Linked DNA regions of Zea mays: all the other regions are linked to region 3. A link is a contact called in public Hi-C data. All regions are on one chromosome and are shown on one strand. The core of a region is the stretch at or near the end of the contact, and the rest is flanking DNA. Distances in the headings are between cores, read along the strand shown. Region 1 holds the start of LOC100285198. Region 2 holds the start of LOC103631259 (probable LRR receptor-like serine/threonine-protein kinase At1g12460). Region 3 holds the start of LOC100280955 (cell growth defect factor 2).

Region 1 (4,838 bases), core at 1,894-4,393, 170 kb before region 3:
TAACATAGTTATTGCTTTCTCTCTTATTTCCATCCACACTTCTTCGCTGTAGTCTGCACTCCGCGGAAGAATTAAAACATTTGGCATCTCCCGCACCTGTACACAGCAATGATCAGTCACCAGTTTGCTGAACAAAATGTAATGAAACAATAACGGTGTTAAAATAACAGCAACTCGTGTCCTTATCTGCGAGGACAACTATTAGCCGATTAAACAGAAAAGTCCAGAAGCTGGTCATGTAAGCCAATTACAGTACATAAAGCAAGCTCCTGATTAAAATACCACTTATGCAAACTGAGAATTTTTATATGAAATAATAAGCAGATACTGCACTGTGTAAATAGTAAAGTTCAATACATAAACATAGGACACGTAGATAATGGAACGTTTCTATAGCCTATTAGCCTTTATTCAGAGAGAACCTTAATTGAGTTTGATTTTAGATAGATTTATTGATCCTAAATGACCATTTACAAACATTGTTTAATATTCTGCTTCTAATTTGCATACCCATGCTTCCATCCACTGTGGACCTTCAGCACCATCCAATGCGCAACCAGCTATGGTACCATCAATCAAGAGCTGTTTGAGAGCACAGTCATCTATAAGCTGGCAACTACCAGTATTGACTATGAAAGCTCCTGCAGGATTCAAAATATTCGATGACAAGATGATATAGAACTTTCCGGTCAAAAAAAAGATGATATAGAACTAAAATAAAGGAAGGACATGCACTATTTCAGACTACAAGAAGCAACATAACACAATTATAAAAGAAAAGCATACCAGGTTTTATGTGCTGCAGGCAGTCAGCATTAAGTATATGCATGGTTTCATTTGTTAATCCGCAATGCAGCGAAATAAGGTCACTCGCTGCTAATAAATCATTGAGAGTGTCCATTCTCCTTGCTGCAGAAGGGAAAACAATAGAAGGCCGCTTTGTTTTCCCACTTGCCTTCAGCGGATGTGCAAGAAGTCAGGATATTGAAAGCAGTATTCTTAACTTACATCTTATTCAAAATGGGTACAGAAGGAAGAGAAATGCAAGTTGGAGAAGAACTTAAATAGCATGATCTTGTAGCATAAGGAATCGGGTTTAGGAGTATTAAATTATGAATTTGGTGATCTTGTATGACAGGAATGATGCACTTGAAAATTGATATTTAGGTTAATTCTCATACTGCCATCCCCTGCTCTTTGCATCATAGAAGTAACAACTAGCAAGATAATTCTTAGGTTGCCATTTATCATAAGCATTTTTTCTATTATCATATGTCACCGACCTTGCTGTGCATAGAAAAAAGAACAGTTAGGGGGTGTTTGGGAACACAGTTTTTTGGCAGTATTGGAACAATACTGATTTTTTGAGAATAACATGGTATATTATACAGAAATGTGTTTGGAAATGTAGGTAAATATATCTGTATTTAAAACCAAAGTATTATCAATACTGCAGCTGTTTCAAAGCATTGTAAACTTTGCTCTCCACCAAAGTTTTATTCTGTAAACAAGCGTGTGGGCGGTACCGGCGAGGGTGTGGGACCAAGCTGGGTTCTGCGGACACAATGCCGAAAAGGCTGTCACTGGTGTACCTATCGCTCGTTCCAAACTTCCAATGCTGCACGGGGCTGTATGACATAGCTTGGGTGTACGTGTACCCAATGATTCAGCTTTCATATGATTTTAGCTTGTATGATATTTGTTATCTAGAAGGAAGACTTCAATTTATGGAATAACTCAACCATGCGGCTGTTACTAACCTTGGAGATTTTAGAAGATAATTCCAATAGGGGACAGAGAGCCTCACAGGCTATATACTTTGTTCCCAAACACCTCCATGTATTCAAACTTACTTTGTTCCCAAACACCTCCATGTATTCAAAACCGTGGTATTCTAAAACTGTGGTATTGAAAACTGAGATCATGTCATGGCATTTGTATACTGTGGTATTTGAAATACCGTGGTTTTGAAAAACTGTGTTTCCAAACACCCCCTTAGTAGTAATTGTAGTACTAAAATTACTTAGCCTATACAACAGTCCCTCCAATTAACAGAAGGGATGACAAACATTTCAGTCCCACGTTCCAAATGCCTGGAATCCTGTCAACTTCAATTCTACAAAATTTATAAATTCCAAGATCTAAACAGAAACCAGCTTAGTAGTTTAAGTAAAACCCTATCCAGTATATCCACTAGCGAGATACTGACAGAAAATAAGATAAATGTGAAACCAAGTCGAAAATATCATAACCAGCAATCCAAGCATGGGGATCCATAGTTTTCGAACAGTGTGAGTACTAATACGAACTAGTAAGCAGATGAAACAATGGGCGCATAGGAGGAAGTTGCAGATCCAGTACCACGTAGCGCGGATCGAAGTAGAGCACGCTCATCCGAAACGCGAGACTACGAGTGGCGAGGCAGCGGGCGGCCGCGGACCGGCCAATGATACCGAGCACGAGACCGCGGCAGCGCCGCATGCCGCGGCACATGGGCTGGACGGAGCCGAGCCAGCCGGCGGCCGGGACCGACGAGGCGTGGCACGAGAGGAGGTGGGTCCGGCGGAGCAGGCCGAGGATGAGCGCCATGACGGTGTCGGCGACCTCCTCGGCGCGGTTGGCGTCGACGTGGACGAGGCGGAGGCCCAGGTCGGCGGCCGCCGCCGCGTCGGCCGCGCGGTCCGCGGAGCCGAGACAGAGCAGCAGCTGCCAGGGCCGCAGCCGGCGCTGCGCGGCGCGCGGGAGGAAGGCGAGGGAGGGGAGCAGCACCGCGGAGGCGGCCTCGATGCGGCCGCAGGCGACGGCGGAGAGCGGCACGTGCTCCACCGCGGCCACGCCCGCCAGCCCCTCCTGCTCCAGCGAGAGGTCGTCGAGGCAGTTGAGCGACACCAGTAGCGGCAGCGGCCCCCCGCCGCCGCCGCCGCTGGGCGCCGGCGAATGGGCCATCCTGGATGGCTCCGCTTGCCCTTGGGGGATTCGGGAAACGGCGGCGAGGGCGGGGCTGTGGCGTGGCGTGGCGTGGGTTTTGGGGTCTGTTTGGTTTGATGCCTAACTTGCCACACTTTGCCTAACTTTTCTGCCTAAGGTTAGTTCTTCAATTCGAACGACTAACCTTAGACAAAGTGTGGCACAAAGTGGGACTCCCGGCGCCAGACGGGGGTCGGGGGCTTTTGCTTTGCCTTTTGCTTTGGGGAGAGGGAGATGAGGGAAGAGGGACTGGCGGTGTCAGAGCGGGTAGCCCCACGCCACCGGTTCACGAGGAGAGAACTGCAGCCGTTGGATCTTGTAGCGTTTCGCAGCGGCTGCGCTCGTGTTCGTGTCTCCTCTCTCGTGATGCGGTGCACGGCAGTTAACGCTCAACTGTCCAGTGACAGTGACATTCCTTAACGGAATATTCCAAGACAAGTCAATCCCCCAAGACGTCGAGCGCGGTGGCCCGTAACAGAGGGAGCTGCAGGCTAGCAAGAGCGAGATGATGGCGTGACGGAGGCACGGAGCTTGGGAATGGCGAGTGCTGTTGAGTCAGAAGCACCATGGCGGATAGAGTGACACTGTCTTACATTTCTTTTTAGTTTATATAGGTAGGAGGACGATAGCAACATGACATCAGAACGACGTTAACCCTGCAACTGTAAACTTACCTGATAGAACTTCCAATACATTTACGTATGGTATCCAAAGCACACCGAGGCATGCACTGATTCTACTATTCCAGAGCTTAGATTCAGTTAAACATCGCAGCACTGTTGGATGCTAAACGAACAGTCGTTGTCAGTGAATGCTACTGGACAGCTGTTCACTTAAATGAATTTGTCACTTTGCGGCACCACAAAGGCATGCATGTGTGCCAGCAGCAGAATACCACTAAACAAACTGTTATGGGCTCCAATCCTCTTGCTGCAAATTCTGTCTTTTACATGCTCTCTCCTCTCTCTAAAGAAAAGGATCAGAGTTGTTCTAGGCTACTATCAAGATTCAGATTCTCTCAACACAAGGGATAGAGAGCGTGTGTTTGTTGTACACTTGTACTTGTACTCAACGTTCAGTAACGAAACTCAATGTTTACCTATTCCATCCCACGAACGTCTGGGGTCAATACTGCCTCCGATGCAGATGATGCCACAAAGCGCACCCTTAAGTAAAAAAAAGAAGAAGAAAGAGACGAGAGAGAGACAAGACTGTCAGTGTGCCGGATGGGTGCATAGTCCGCCGATAGATCCGGAAACGAAGCGCTGTGGATGGCACCCACCGACAGCTGAGCGTCCCTCACCAGAAATTGAAGGGGCATGGAGGTTGGAGAAGGCCACAGCGGTCATGGACAAGTTGCTGAGGCAAATTAGGTGCAGCTAGAACAAAAGAAAATGCCCTTCCATCACGCAAGCTCGCATGGCATCCATTGTTTCACTTTCGTGCTCAGCCCCGGTCCTATGATTTTGAGGGCCCCCGGCGAACTGATCATGGTGGGCCCTCTATACTATAAAAAAATTTCTATATTATGCAGCAGAGCATATTAATACTTTATAAATAAATGATGATGTGTATTAAAATTAGTTTTTTAAACAATCTAAGAAGCTAGATAATATACATCGGTACAAATTAACGCTTCACAGGTTGAAAAAATAGGAACGACGATCGCCGGATAACCCAAGTTCTGATTGCTCGACCATGCGTGTCTGGAGGCTAGCGCAGTGGTGCCTAGCTCCGTGGAATCCTGAAGGGTTGGATCGGCGAGATGGCGAACGACGATCACATGGAGGGTGTGGTCTCATAGACGCTCGAGGACGTGAGCGTGACGACTAGGCAGTGGGCAACGCGTGCCACATTGTCCGTGTGCACCG
Region 2 (4,706 bases), core at 5-2,504, 180 kb after region 3:
GTTATTTTATCTTTGCTCGCGGAGCCTCGGTCACACTTCACAAAGACAGGACAGTTGCGGGACATGATTTGGCACCCGCAAGCACGTCTATGATCATGAACTATTAACGGAATCATTGCCGACCAAAAGACACACTAATTCCAAGATCAACTGCTAAAAAGGAGCCCAACAGGCCTGCTACAGTGCTCTAAATCACCTGTTATTGGACGGACTAAGGAGATATTTTGTTTGTAGAGACTATTTTTTAGCTCCTGCATTATAGTATCTTTTAGTCTCTAAATTGCTAAGCAAAGGGACTAAAAGAAAAACTATCTCTATTTTAGGGCTCGTTTGTTTTTCCTTACTAAAGTTTAGCATTGTACTTTTTTTTTGTTAAAGTTTAGCTCCTAAATAAACAAACACGGTGGCTAAAAGTGACATGCTAAAGTTTGGCAATCATTAGTATTTTAGCTTCACCAAAAATGCTAAATTGTGTTAAAGTGGTCTCCAACTCCATTTTGCAAATACCCCTTTATTTCTTCCCACTAACCGTGTGCTCCTCGTAGAGTGCAAGTGCTAAAGTTTAACACTTTATCCAAACAAGTGCTAAAGTTTAGCACTAGAGAAACGAACATACCCTCGGTCCCTATGTTTGCAATTTAGGAACTAAAAGTGATTAAAATAAAAGGACTAAAAATTAGTCCATACAAATTAAACACCCTTTAAGAGCAACTACAATGTGGCTCAAAAGCGCTTCATAGTGATAGTGATAAAGTAGTACCCATCCGCCCGTCGCTCACACCACATCTTTTTTCGCTTTAATGACATCTCTAGTAGACTATGTAAAATATTATTTTGTATTGTAGATGACATTACTTGTAAAGTAAAGTTTAAAATAAGGAGTAAAATAGATACTGTAATAAACGGTCCCTGCAGCACAACAGTTGGTTTCTCATCAACCACCGCCGGTCTTACACCGGCCACCGCAACCGGCGCGCATCAGTACAGGTACGGTGACCAGGACGCTGCACGTACGTGGCGTGAATGACGTAGTAGTATTCATGGTCGACACGCGTCTCCGTAGTTTGTACGAGAAGGCGCGGCCTTGAATGGAGTCCATTCCGTGTCCCGTAGGCGCACGCAACGGGCACCTCGCCGTGCCGGGTCCCGGCTGCCACGCCGACGCCATGACCCAACCAGCCAACCAACCGCAGCCGGGCGGGAGGCAAACTGGCAAGCTCCTCGGCCCGCAACCAAACTGTGCCGCTTGCTCCCGCCCTCTGATCTGAACGGAAATGCTCCGATCACGCCGGGCCAGATCCCCAACCCGGAAAGCCACGCACTTCCCTTTTCCGCACCATCATTCCGTCGACCGCCCCCGCTGACCTGTTCCCCAACACGCAAACTAGACGAGTGCAAGGCGGCTAGCGAGGGCCGACCGGCCGAGGGTGCTGGCTGCCGGCCGCTCGCTCCGCTTGCTTGGACGCTTGGCGTGGTGTGGCAGTGGTACTGGGTACCGGACGCCCGCGGCCGCACCATAACGCACGCCACCTACTCGCTACTCCTTTACTCGGCGGTCGGCGCCGTAGCTGCCAGTTAACTACTCCGCCTACTAGTAGCGGCAGCGGCCACCGCGGCAGAGCTGGTGGGTGGTAATGCCGCTGCGGCTGCGTGCGGTGGCACTGGCACAGCGCGGCCTGTCCCTGTCGCGATGACGCGCCGCTCCCAGGCCACGCCCGCCGCTTCGGCGGCGCTGCCGCTTCTCCTGGCCCCGTTTCTTCTGCTTCTGCTGCTGCTGCATTGCCAGTGCCACCGCGCCGGCGCGGCGACGGACGCGGAGCGGCGGGCGCTGCTGGACTTCAAGGCGGCGGTGACGGCGGACCCGCGGGGCGTGCTGGCGTCGTGGACGCCCGCGGGGGACCCCTGCGGCTTCGTCGGGGTCACCTGCGACGCGTCCACGGGCGCCGTGCAGCGCCTGCGCATCCACGGCGCGGGGCTGGCGGGCACGCTCGCGCCCTCCCTCGCGCGCCTTCCCGCGCTCGAGTCCGTCTCGCTCTTCGGCAACGCCCTCGCGGGCGGCGTCCCGCCCGGCTTCCGCGCGCTCGCGCCCACGCTCCGCAAGCTCAACCTCAGCCGGAACGCGCTCGCCGGCGAGATCCCGCCGTTCCTCGGCGCCTTCCCGTGGCTCCGCCTGCTCGACCTCTCCTACAACCACTTCGCCGGCGGGATCCCCGCCGGGCTCTTCGACCCCTGCCTCCGCCTCCGCTACGTCTCGCTCGCGCACAACGACCTGACGGGCCCCGTCCCGCCCGGCATTGCCAACTGCTCGCGCCTCGCCGGCTTCGACTTCTCCTACAACCGCCTCTCCGGCGAGCTCCCGGACCGGGTCTGCGCGCCGCCGGAGATGAACTACATCTCCGTCCGGAGCAACGCGCTCTCTGGGCAAATATCCAACAAGCTCACCTCCTGCGGCGGCATTGACCTCTTCGACGTCGGCAGCAACAACTTCTCCGGAGCTGCGCCCTTTGCGCTCCTTGGCTCGGTAAACATCACCTACTTCAATGTCTCCTCCAACGCCTTTGAAGGCGAAATCCCCAGCATTGCGACCTGCGGCACCAAATTCTCACGCTTGGACGCGTCCGGCAACCGGCTCACGGGGCCGGTGCCGGAGAGCGTCGTGAATTGCCGCGGCCTGAGGTTTTTGGATTTGGGGGCGAATGCTCTTGGTGGAGCTGTACCTCCTGTGATTGGGACTCTGCGGTCGCTCTCCTTCCTCCGGCTCGCGGGCAATCCTGGCATTTCCGGTTCGATTCCACCTGAGCTTGGAGGGATCGAGATGCTTGTCACACTCGACCTCGCGGGCCTTGCTCTCACAGGAGAGATTCCAGGGTCCCTCAGCCAGTGCCGATTCTTGCTTGAACTGTAAGTGTTTGTTCAGTACTCGCACTGCTGCAATTTTCGCTTATGGTACAATGTTTCCATGTACTGACTAGTAGCCAAATTACAACGACGCAGGAATCTGTCCGGCAACAAACTGCAAGGAGCTATCCCAGACACACTCAACAACATAACCTACCTCAAGGTGCTTGATCTCCACAGGAACCAGCTTGATGGGGGCATTCCAGTCACACTTGGGCAGCTCACAAACCTTGTTCTTCTAGACCTCTCGGAGAATCAACTGACTGGGGCAATACCTCCACAGCTTGGGAACCTCTCTAACCTGACACATTTCAACATGTCCTTCAATAACCTATCTGGCATGATTCCTCCTGAGCCAGTCTTGCAGAAATTTGATTACACTGCCTACATGGGCAACCAGTTTCTATGTGGCTCTCCATTGCCCAATAACTGTGGGACCGGGATGAAGCACCGCAAACGAGTGGGTGTGCCTGTCATAATCGCCATTGTTGCTGCAGCCCTCATACTTATTGGAATATGCATTGTTTGTGCTTTAAACATCAAGGCTTATACGCGTAAGAGCACAGATGAGGACATGAAGGAAGAGGAAGAGGTTCTTGTGTCTGAGAGTACTCCTCCAATTGCATCTCCAGGCTCAAATGCCATCATCGGAAAATTGGTGCTTTTCAGCAAGAGCTTGCCATCAAGGTACGAAGATTGGGAAACTGGAACTAAGGCGCTACTTGATAAAGACTGTCTCATTGGCGGTGGATCAATCGGTACGGTGTACAAGGCCACTTTTGAAAACGGCATGTCCATTGCTGTGAAGAAACTGGAGACACTAGGGAGCGTGAGAGGCCAGGATGAGTTTGAGCATGAGATGAGCCAGCTTGGTAACCTCAGCCACCCCAATCTGGTTGCTTTTCAGGGTTACTACTGGTCATCCTCAATGCAGTTGCTTCTGTCGGAATTTGTGGCCAGCGGGAGCTTGTATGACCACCTCCACGGTAGCCATCCTCATGCTTTCTCTGAGAGCAGCAGCAGAGGTGCTGGAGGTGAACTGTCTTGGGAACAGAGGTTCAACGTCGCACTTGGAGCGGCCCGTGCACTTGCTTACCTTCACCATGATTGCCGGCCACAGATCCTGCACCTCAACATCAAGTCCTCCAACATTATGTTAGATGGGAAATACGAAGCTAAGCTATCTGACTATGGATTGGGGAAGCTGTTGCCGATTCTAGGAAGCATTGAATTGAGTAGAATTCACACCGCAATTGGGTACATTGCTCCGGAGCTGTCATCTCCGACTTTGAGATATAGCGACAAGAGTGATGTATTTAGCTTTGGGGTGGTTTTGCTTGAGACCGTGACAGGGCGGAAACCGGTGGACAGCCCTGGGGTAGCTACAGCTGTGGTTCTGCGTGATTATGTAAGAGAGGTATTGGAGGATGGAACTGCATCGGACTGCTTTGATCGAAGCCTGAGGGGAATTGTTGAAGCTGAATTGGTTCAAGTGCTCAAATTAGGTCTGGTATGCACTTCCAATACACCATCAAGCCGGCCTAGCATGGCAGAAGTGGTACAGTTCTTGGAGTCGGTTAGAATTAGTTCTTGATCTTCTGCTGTCAGAACATAGTCACAGATTAGGATGTTAACAGGAAAAGTGTTTTCTGATTTTTTTTTCAACAGATGAAGGTCACATTCTTTTTTTTTTATTCTTTACTGTGGCGCAGCTTCATTTGTAAATTGTATTTAGATTTATTGCTGAATAAGTGATTGTTTTGGTCAAGTTACCAAATCCATGTATATGGTTTTATCCTTTTGGTTTT
Region 3 (4,724 bases), core at 2,165-4,664:
CCCTGCTGTCCGATGCCTCTGTTTTGTTTCGAACGTACGACGGCCCCCTCCCTCGTGTCCGGCGCAGCTTCAGGTCGTCTCAGCAACAGAAAACTAGAACCAACAAACAGCACGTTACGTACACTGGCCCCTGGCCCCTGGCCCCCGGGAATATGGAATATTTCAGGTGAGAAATCACTCGACGCGAATAGACGTCGAGTTTGACGGCACGAGAGCGTTGCGGCCGCTCGTCTCAATCCTCCAGCCCCAGCCAGTCGAGAGGACGACGACGACGAGGAGGAGGAGAAGAAGATTCCCCTCCTCTCAGTCAGTCTTCTCTGTTGTCCCTTTTCAGCTGTTCTCCACACCGCACCAGTAAACTTCTGGCGTTTTTAATTCTTCCACGCCGACCGCTGGACGTCGCTGCCGCCGACGGACAGCAGCTTAGCCACACGCGAAGCTTTTCCTCCGTGGCAATGATGGTGTGTGTGTGTGTTGCTCTCGAGCGAACTGTGGGCTGACAGTCACCTGATGACGCGAGCTTCGAGCTATGTCACCAACCTGCACGCACGACAGTCAACATTCTCCGCCGCTCATTGCAGCAGCAGCAGTAGTAGTGGTTCTTTTCTTTTCTTTTCTTTTTTTGGTTGGAAAAATGTAGTAGTAGTGGTTCCCCAGCTCCTATCCTAATACCTGAACTCCACTGCTCGCAATAATATCGAAGCCTAGTGGGCTACGGTCCTACAGCACTTGGAATCACATGCTGACAGTAGAGTAGAGCATCACTCCTCCATTATACCGCCTTTCGTAAAGTGAAGATCGGGCTACGAAAGCTCCACGAAAGGTTTTCTCCAACGGGTAAAAAAAGAAAAGAAAAATAGTCTTTCAACGTCATTGCGCACTGGCCCGGTTCTAGCCTTTCTAGCCGGCCTGTCGAAAGCCCATTTGATACGCTCTCCTCATCATCCGGAAGATTAACGTAACAAGAGTGAATCAAGAACCGACCAGGCACTGCTACGCATGAGTGTCTGCATACCCATTTGATATTGCCACAGCTTGAATAAAAATATAATAAAATAAATGAAATCAATTCACCACATACATACAATTACAGCGATGATTCTCGATGTACCAGTAGCACCATGGGAAATGTCAAATGTCCTGGCGTGACAACTCGCACAACATGTTTGCTACACTACATTGTATTAGCCGAATGACAGTCATGCTCTGATTCGGCTACATGGACGGACAAAACATCCCATGGCTCAGCTTATGCGGAGTACGTATATGTTACAGCTAACACTAGCGGTCAAAACTTTTCCACCTAATCCGTGTTCTGTTTCTCCTCGATGCTGGACTTGCTGAGGATGAAGACGCCAAGAATGATGAGGCTGGCACCTGCAAACCACTGCGTAAACGTGCCTCATGTCAAAAAGGGGGGCAAAAAGAGTCGTGTTCAGAGAATTACGAAGTAGTCTCCAAAGTCTAAACAACCATACCAATTAAAAGAAAAGAAAAAAAAGGTAAACATCTGCAAGTATTAACAGATAATAAGTCAATCATGCTAAGAGGGTGTTTGAATGCACTGTAGCTAATATTTATTGCCTACAAAAATTGCTAGTACAATTAACTAGATAACAAACATCTAGCTAACTATTAGCTAATTTGCTAAAAATAGCTAATAGTTGAGCTATTAGCTAGATTGTTTAAATGTCTTCAACTAATTTTAGCAGCTAACTATTATCTCTAGTACATTCAAACATGGCCTAAATCTTGCAACATCCAAATTGTCGATTATGACAAGGTTTAATGGACATAGACCATGTCATACGGATCTTAAAGTATCATGGTGTATATATCAAATGTACATGGCCAATAATTCACCTTTCTGAAGCAAGCTAGTGCGCTACATTGTTCTTGCTGTCTAGCAATTAGCTGTTCCAGCGTGTTACTCTTTCCTAAAAAAATGGCCTTAAATCTCACGATACCATTGTTACAAGAGGACACTAAATTGAAAATATTTTCTTATCATGCGGCTCATCATCGCATAAGAAATGTTTTTTTACTCCTTCCTGAGAAATAGTGGAATGCTTTGTTCGTCTGCCTGGAAGAAAAGACTGAAGGAACAATGCAATTTACCAAGGTTAACCACACAGCAGAAACCACCCAAAAAAGTTGAAAATGCCACGCTTGATGAAATCCGATTAAGTTCTACACCCCCCTGGTGGTGGTCTTGGTGGCGGTGGTGGCCTGGTGGGGTTCTGTAAATCATTGTGTTTACCAGGATGGACCAACTCTATACTATGGTAACTCAGTTTCCAGGGAATCGAAGGTAGAGAGACGTCATGTCATATATAGAATAAAGTCCAGTTCTGTTTCGCTTCTCTGTGTGTGCTGATCCTCAAGATGCATCACATGAAAACTTAGAATTCCCGTGTTACCTTAGAAGGCAGCGGCTCCTCGAACAGGAAATACCCTGCAAGCCCAGACGAGAGGAAGTTGGCGGCGAAGTTTGTGACTGTTGCCTGGAGGGACGACAAAGCTTTGAGGCTGTTGACGTAGCACCCCCACATTGTCACGTTGAAAAGTATCACCGTGCCATATTTGAGCGGCTGCGTTAGATCCGATCAGAGTAAGCGACAGAGTAAACTGAAAGCATTGGCACATTACTAAGAAAGAGTTATCTTTGTGTTTCCATTGGTGCGCATGCTTGTTTTCCCTTTTCCTGAATGGATGACATTTTTCATCTCTTGTTCAAGATAAACTCTAGCAAGAAAGGTTTCAATTGTGAACTCCATACTAACAAGTTGATATTGTGCTGGTTGTTGGCCCATAGGAGGAATACCCCCTCTTTCCCCTGCTATTTTGATGCACAGATTCTCGTGTACCTCGTTTTCACTATAAGCATGGAGAGGACCACTGAGTAAAGTGCAAACTAGTGAGCTATTCGTCACAAACCAAAGTTAATACTGTAGCCAATCATAAAAACCGACTGAATTCCCTTTTCAAATACGTCATGACGCATTTGCGGAATTTCTATCGGTGCTCCAATTTGTGTTCAGTGAAGCCTACGGTCAAATCCTCCTACACAAACTTCCGGATTTAGGAAACTAGTCGATGGCCCCAAACTCATCATCCAAAATCATTGACTAACTCGAAGCTCCGAAGCCGAGAGCAAAAAAGGAATCTCGGATCGTGTACGGAGGGCGAGCGATAGAGGGAGGTAGGGGTAGGTTGGTGGCGCACTGGCGCGGTACCAGAGTGGCGATGAATTTGGCGGAGATGGCGGCGAGCGCGGCGTTGAAGCCCGCCGCAAGGGCCCACACGTAGCCGCCGCCGTTCGCCATCCCTGATCCCTCAACCTCACCGGAGATCCGCTCAGCCGACTGGTGCCGCTGCTGAACCTAGCGGAGTAGCGGTGGTGGAAAGGAAACCTGGAGGAAGAGGGGGCCGAAAGGGCCGGACGAAGACAGGAAGCGCACGCTACTGGGCTGAACAGGCCCAAATGTGAGGCCCGAACGCTGTGCTTTCCAGGGATTCAATCCACATACGCTAGAGTGGATCAAAGTAGAGATTTACCTTATTTTTTTACTTTAATATATATGAATTAAGATAAATATATGAACATTTAAATAAATCCTTAAAAATAGTGTTTGATTCGGCTGAAATACAGTTGGCTGATGTTACTACAGTCTACAGTCCACTGTGATTTTACTGTAGCTGCTGTATTTTTTTTGTGCTCGGTGACATACTGACATGATGGGAGCTGCTGCTAGCCTGCTAGGCAAGGGCTACCCCAGCACAGCCATAGCCGCAGCAAGTTCATCTGTGTTGGCATGTAGCCTGCATCGTTTTAGAGTAAATAATTGGCTCAAGTATGTTTTAGATAGGTTCATTTTCTTCATTTAGTACTTTCAATGCATGTTTATGTTTATTGATTATGACAATAGTCGATTCAAGGAAGATGACAATTAACTTAAGGAGCCGATTGGTGCAACCACAGCACAAGCCAATACGCCCGATCTAGTCAGAATTTAATATTTAATTGATTATTCTGTATTTGCAGAGCGATACACTAACGTCAACACATCCTTTCTGGCTACATATCAATCCATCCTTTCTAGACGCAGATCAAGAGAGGAGCCCTATGTTCATAGAGTCGCATTTTGGAGAAATAACCGTAGCAATGTTACACCCCCTGGCTCCTCGTGTGTCAGCTGTCAAGTGACCTCCAACTGGTTCAAGCGATGACAAAAATGCATATATGCATCTACATACCCTGATCAATGAGAATTCAATTATATTTGATTAGAAACTCATACGTAAACCAATCTGGTTGGGACTTATCTATAACTGTACACAATATAAGGGTGCTAGAGAGACCCTAATCAAGGCTATTGATGTTGTTTCATATATGATCAATGCCACATAACCATGAGACGATTGCCAACTCCTTTTGGGCTTGTTTAATTTAAAAGCCACATGGAGATGGAGTGGGATCGGAGGGGCTAAAATCATCTTGCTTTTAAAGGGGTGTTTGGGAATAAAGTTTTTCTGCAGTTTTGGAAGAATACTGCAGTATTTTCAAATACTGCAGTATTATATACAGAATGGTGTTTGGCGAGCTAGCTAAAATCTCTGTTTTCAAAACTGAAGTATTGCAAATACTATAGTTGTTTTAAGGTATTCTAAACTTAGGTCTGGACCTCAGTTTCCAAAACTGTAGTATTATAAACTGCGGTATT

Evidence for each region. A called contact is a pair of places that touch in the nucleus more often than the background predicts.
Region 1: a Hi-C map of leaf mesophyll shows a contact between it and region 3, with 2.3 times the contacts expected there. The contact joins the promoter of LOC100285198 here to the promoter of LOC100280955 in region 3. A contact is called at or near these places in 4 of 25 Hi-C or Micro-C datasets (bundle sheath, endosperm, leaf and 1 more).
Region 2: a contact with region 3 is called in a Hi-C map of ear, with 2.6 times the contacts expected there. The contact joins the promoter of LOC103631259 here to the promoter of LOC100280955 in region 3. A contact is called at or near these places in 3 of 25 Hi-C or Micro-C datasets (ear, leaf and tassel).

The regions. Positions count from the first base shown.
Region 1 is chr1:5,485,341-5,490,178 of Zm-B73-REFERENCE-NAM-5.0, forward strand. LOC100285198 reads right to left here and starts at 3,144. Exons shown (of 7, transcript NM_001158092.2): 1 at 2,362-3,144; 2 at 787-955; 3 at 511-641; 4 at 1-96. The coding sequence starts at 2,946. It also overlaps a transcript of LOC100277948 not described here.
Region 2 is chr1:5,835,313-5,840,018 of Zm-B73-REFERENCE-NAM-5.0, forward strand. LOC103631259 (probable LRR receptor-like serine/threonine-protein kinase At1g12460) reads left to right here and starts at 1,255. Exons shown (of 3, transcript XM_008652211.4): 1 at 1,255-2,901; 2 at 2,995-4,706. The coding sequence starts at 1,691. The coding sequence ends at 4,492.
Region 3 is chr1:5,654,000-5,658,723 of Zm-B73-REFERENCE-NAM-5.0, forward strand. LOC100280955 (cell growth defect factor 2) reads right to left here and starts at 3,415. Exons shown (of 3, transcript NM_001153875.1): 1 at 3,237-3,415; 2 at 2,421-2,591; 3 at 1,083-1,387. The coding sequence starts at 3,326. The coding sequence ends at 1,304.